2 separate regions of the Mus musculus genome follow, and region 1 is linked to region 2. A link is a contact called in public promoter capture Hi-C data. All regions are on one chromosome and are shown on one strand. The core of a region is the stretch at or near the end of the contact, and the rest is flanking DNA. Distances in the headings are between cores, read along the strand shown.

The links. Promoter capture Hi-C pulls out the DNA fragments that hold promoters and counts their contacts.
Region 1: a promoter capture Hi-C map of pre-B cells shows a contact between it and region 2, with 4 times the contacts expected there. The contact joins the promoter of Tdp2 here to the promoter of Trim27 in region 2.

The regions. Positions count from the first base shown.
Region 1 is chr13:24,830,275-24,832,974 of GRCm38.p6, reverse strand. It overlaps Tdp2 (tyrosyl-DNA phosphodiesterase 2), which reads right to left and starts at 1,316. Exons shown (of 7, transcript NM_019551.2): 1 at 1,046-1,316; 2 at 880-965. The coding sequence starts at 1,243. It overlaps Acot13 (acyl-CoA thioesterase 13), which reads left to right and starts at 1,486. Exons shown (of 3, transcript NM_025790.2): 1 at 1,486-1,749. The coding sequence starts at 1,669.
Region 2 is chr13:21,178,570-21,181,269 of GRCm38.p6, reverse strand. It overlaps Trim27 (tripartite motif-containing 27), which reads right to left and starts at 1,339. Exons shown (of 8, transcript NM_009054.3): 1 at 356-1,339. The coding sequence starts at 775.

The sequences.
Region 1 (2,700 bases), core at 67-2,566, 3.7 Mb before region 2:
CAGATAAACTATGCAGAAACAAGGAGACTTACAGGTTACCATTCTTCAGGAGAAAATCTCTACCTCTGTTTTTTTTCTAATCTTCAGTTTACATATCACCAATATTTCAGGTCAGTAAGTGTATTTCAGTAGCCAGGGTTTCACAAACCTTTAATCCCAGTACTGGGCCAATGGAAGGCAAGCCTTGACCACAAAGGAGTTCCAAGTCAGCCTGGACATATATGGCTCAAATAAAAAGTTCGGGTAGGGAGTGCTGGAATCAGATGCAATGCTAGCAAAAGGGAGGCTGGAAGAGAGCTGGAGGTCAGGATTATTGCAAGCCTCTGTCTCGAAAAAGAACAAATAACGGTAACATTAAACAAAAATTCCATCCCAGTGTGGTGGTGGGCACTCTAAATCCAGCCCATTCGATTCTGAGGCAGGTAGATCTGTGTTTGAGGCCAACCTAGTCTACACACCAAGCTCAGGCCAGCCAGGGATAAAGGGTGAGGTTCTGCCTCAAAATACATAAAATAATCTTCAGGTTTAAGAAATAAGATAAAATAAAATAAAATAAATCACGTTGGAAGCCAGTTCTAGTATGTGCCTTCAACGTGCCAGCACTGAGAGGGCAGAAGCAAGCTGATCTGAGTTCGAGGCCAGCTTGGTTCAAATAACGACGAGTTCCAGGCCAGCCAAGCGCTACACAGTGAGACTCGTCCCAAAACAACAAAGACAAGTCCCGCTGGGAAGTGACCCTGCATCCTCGGAAGCATTCCCTGAGATTTCCAGCTCTGGGGCGCCGGCCGCCCTTTTCCAGGTCCCGGTCCTCGGACGCCCAAGCCCAGCAGGCGGTCCCTCCCCGCCCTCGGCGAGCAGCCCGCGACCCCCGTCGCTTACTAGGCCTCGGACTTGAAGGACGTGGGAGGCTGGCGCGGCCACCCTTGGTCGTTCTCTGGCAGCTCGAAGTAGGCGCTCAGGGCTTTCTGAAAAGCAAAGGCACAAGGCTGCAGGGCGCGCCCCGCCTCCCGGGGGAGAGCGGCGGAAGCGAGAGACGCGAACTGACCTGCGTCTGCCAGTCGTTCTCCCGCAGGACGCTGGGGACCATCGTGGGGTCGCATCCCCCCACCAACGCAAAGCCCAGGCACTGAAGCCGCCGCCTCTTCACCCGGTCCTCCTCCGCCTGTGCTGCTTCGGGCGCCGACGCCGCCCGCCCTGCCGGCCCTGCGGGCTCCGCCGCATCGGAACTGCTGCCAGACGCCATCGCCGCAGGGTCCCCTCAAAACACCCGCTCTTCACGCTGCTTCCCGCGCGACTGATCGCGAACGCCGGAACCTGCGCAGGCGCGCAGCGTGCAAGCGCGTCCGCGTCAACCTTCCGGCAAGAAGACCGCCCTCTCTGGTCCCCGTCCGCGGCCAGCGAGGCGCAGATGGGGAGGGGGAGGGGGAGGGGAGGGGAAGGAGGGGCCGAGGAGGCCTGAAGGTTGCGCGTGCGCGCTGGGGCGCTAAAGAGTGAAGGTAACCCGTGATCATCTAGGACCAGGGCGACCGGGGCGCGCGATCCTTTCTCCCGAGCACGACGCGACAGCGGCCGGGCTTGCAGACTTGACCTTCCACACCCTTGTCCTCTCACAAACGTCTCTTCCAGAGTTCATTCTCGCAGAGCCCAGACTCTTGCTTTGCGTCCACGATGAGCAGCATGACCCAGAACCTACGAGAAGTAATGAAGGTTATGTTCAAAGTTCCCGGTTTTGATAGAGTTTTGGAAAAGGTATATTTATTGTAGGCGAAGTATCTGGTGAAGGGGACGAACCTAGTAAAACACCTTAGTGGCCTCGCAAACGCAGGGGAAGTGCGTGGCGTGGATTCTCATCGAAACGTAAATAAGCATGTTTGGTTTTTTGTTTTTTGTTTTTTTTTTAACCAGCAAACTGTTGGAGTGTGTGGAGAAAAAATGTCAGCGTACCATTTAAGGGACGCTGGAGCCTGCAGGGCTAGTATATAGGAATTGTTTCTTAAGAGTCAAGGAGGTTTGAGGTACGGAAGTGAATGCGAGAACCACCTGTACGTGTGTTGTATTTCTTGCTTTTGAGACTAGGTCTTTGTAACTAGGTCTATGTAACTATGTAACGTTTGTTGGCTGAGAACCCTTGTAGTCCAGGCTGGCCTGGGAGTCTACAGAGTTAACCAGGACCAGTGCCTGCACCCTGCCATTCCACATGAACTAACGTAGACTACTGTTTTCCAGACTTTATAGACATTGTGTTCTATAGGAAGCAATCCTTAATAAATATCCGTAGCAGAAGTCCAGTGCGTGGTATTGTCAGAGTAGAAAGACACTTAACCTTAGAACTTGCTGCAGACTTTTTAATAAATGTTTTAATGCACGCATGTCTATTTTTCTGATTAAGAAAAAATACTTGGAAATTTAAAAAGAATTTGGGCATGAAATATAAATTTTGGTCAACAACAGGCATTTGAAATCTTTTTCCTGAACACGCCCCCTCTTAGAATTTTTTAACTATGTTCATAAAGTGTCAAAAAAATAGGAAATAACCCTTAGGTAAATATATTTAATGTTTTCCAATAGGAAATATTTCAAAACTAAGGACAGCATTTGACAGTGACTTTTAGAAAGATAATATTACCTAAAAAGAATTTTAATGATTTAAGAGGAAATTTTAATTCTTTAAAAACAACCAAAAACAACTTTATGAGGACT
Region 2 (2,700 bases), core at 90-2,589:
CAGCCAGCCAACAGTGACTGTCTGGCTTGGTATCCTGGGTCAGAGCGAGTTCGAGGCGTTCAAGGCCTATGGAAGTGTACTTGGCTCCATGTGCATCTCCTTTGTCAAGGGAGGGTCTCCTCGCGCCGTCCCAGTCGCGGCACGCGTAGAGGCGGTTAGCAGGGGCGCTCGGGGTGGGGGTGGGGGTGCTCCTGGCCTCGCCAGCTACAGGTTCTCCTTCCCAGTCTGAGTGCGGAGGCTCCGCAGCCGACAGGGAGGAAATGACGGCGGTGGGCCCCACGTCCGGCTCGCCATTTTCTCGGTATCAAACCAGGAAGCCCCCGGCTCGCCCCTTTGTCCGCCGGCCCGGCCCTACCTTGAAGCCCTCCACCGCCTCCTCCAGGGGCAGCACGCTGTGGCCGCGGTGCTCGCGCGAGCGGTCGCACACCACGCAGATGGGCATCTGGTCCTGCTCGCAGTACAGCTTCAGAGGCTCCCGGTGCTTCTCGCACACGCCCATCTCGCCGCCGGGCCCCGACGGCCGCTCGGTGCGCAGCTGCTTCACCAGCTGGGTCACGTTGGCCAGGTGCCGGTTGGGTCGCATGTGGCGCTGCGGGAAGGTCTCCCGGCACTGCGGACACGACACGTTAGTCTCCGCGGCACCCCAGCAGCGGGCCAGGCACGCGCAACAGATGTTGTGGCCGCAGTCGAGCATCATAGGCTCCACGAAGTACTGAAGGCACACGGGGCAGGTGGTCTCCTGCTGCAGGCACTCGGCCACGCTCCCGGAGGCCATGGCGCGGGCCGGCTGGGCCGCAGGGCATGAGCCCGGAGCCGAGCTCTGTCGGAGCTCAGCGCGCTCGCTCCGCTTCTCGGCTCCGGAGCGGGGCGGGGCCTCCGGCGCGGGGATCGCAGACGCGCGCGGAGCTCTCGGGCGGCCAGACCCGTCCCCGCACAGCTGCTCCTCACCGACAGCACGGGGAGGAGGCCTGGGCCCCGGAGCCCGGCTGAGAGCCGAGCCGAGGGGAGTCGGGAACCGGGCGCCGCGGGCTGGCTCACCGGGCAACGTGGCCGCGTCGGAAGGGGTCCCGCGGCCGCGCAGACTCCTCAGGGCCGAGCGGAAGAGGTGGGCCGGGGGCGGGGCCTGGCTTCCCGCGCCGCTCTGCTCTCTCGGGGCGGGAAAGCGGGTTTCCTCTGCACAGTCCTGGGTCCCCGGCACCCAGCCCGGGAGTCGGTCGTGGCTGTCGCGTGCAGTGGGAGCAGAGTGTCCCCTGGCAGTGGCGTCGGGTCACTCCAAGCGTCTGTGGGCCCGTAGTCTTCTGCTGAGTTTCCTCTTAGTGGCTAGGCCTCGGCTCCTTTAAAAGTAAGATGGCTTTGCATAAATGCCGGAAAGCTGGGCGGGGAGACCAGCTAGGCCCCTCCCAGTGTGACACACCCAGCTCCAGGCGTTAACAATCGCTAGAAAAGGGTTTAATCATCAGCAACTTTTCTCAGGGGCAGAAACGGAGAAGCCCAGTTCTATCTCCACCCTAAAGTAAATCGGTTTATCGTTCCGAGCCTCATTTTCTTCTCGTGTGAAATGGGGACCGATCGAATCCCGACCAGAGTGCTGACCAGACCATGAAGTCCTCCCCCATCTCCCTAGCTCTACCGTTACTAGGGAGCCACCCCACCGAGAGCCCGCTTGTGAGTCCCTAACTTCTTCTCAGGCTCCTCAGGTGCCCAGTGTCTCACTTCCTCAAGTGAGTAGCCAGACCCGACGTGTCAAAGGGCTGCCTGGCGACACACTTCTCTCTCGTCTTCCCTGCCACCTGCTGAGGAACCTACGTGGCTGTGGGTTCCTATGAGACCCTCGAAGAAACAACCCGGATTCTGCCACGTGGGCCTCATTCTCAGAACACTCCCCCACCCCCACCCCCACCCCCACCCCTCACCTCCAGCCTGGGCCCTGCGGCGCTGGGGCCAAAAATTCTGATTGTCCACTGTAGTGTTGTCCTTCTGCCCATGACGTTAATAACTCTTCTAATAAGTTCTTACTCCCAGCAATCTAGTTCAGTGCCCTCCTTGAGCTCCCATACCCTATTGCTTTCAGGAATTTTCCCCATCAAGGAGTTACACCTTTTTAAACAAACAAACAAACAAACAAACAAACCACAGCTTGAGCATAAAGATCTTTATCCGCTAGTTTAAATGAAGCACCCAGTACATCGAATGACATTGAGTAGAACCTAAAACTTGCTTGTTTCTGCCCAATCGAGAGTCCTGTGATGACCGGAGGAGGTCTTGTAGCCTGGTTTCTTATCACAGAATAGGTTTTCAGTTCTGTGCGCTGTCACTTATGCCATGGCCTTTCCTACTCTCCTTTGGGATTGACTCCGTGCCTGCCCTTGTGTTTGAGCAACAGGGAATTTCTGTATCCAGGCCATCACTTCACTGGATTCTGCTTGATTCTTCCCTATGGGACAAGAAATCCGAGGTACTTAACAAGTCTCGCTCATCCAAACCTCCATTCTCCCCACCTGCTCTTTGAAACTCCAGGCTCAAAACAACTCAGCACACTTCCAGTAAATGGTAGAATATTTGTCCTAGGCTACACTGTAGTCTACTCTGCTACAAAACTGAAGTTGAAAGGAATTGAAAGTGCCAGTCTTACTCCAGAAGGAAGAATTCAGTTTTGCAAGCCGGTGTAGAACTATGAAAAATGCAGGTGGCAGATATGTG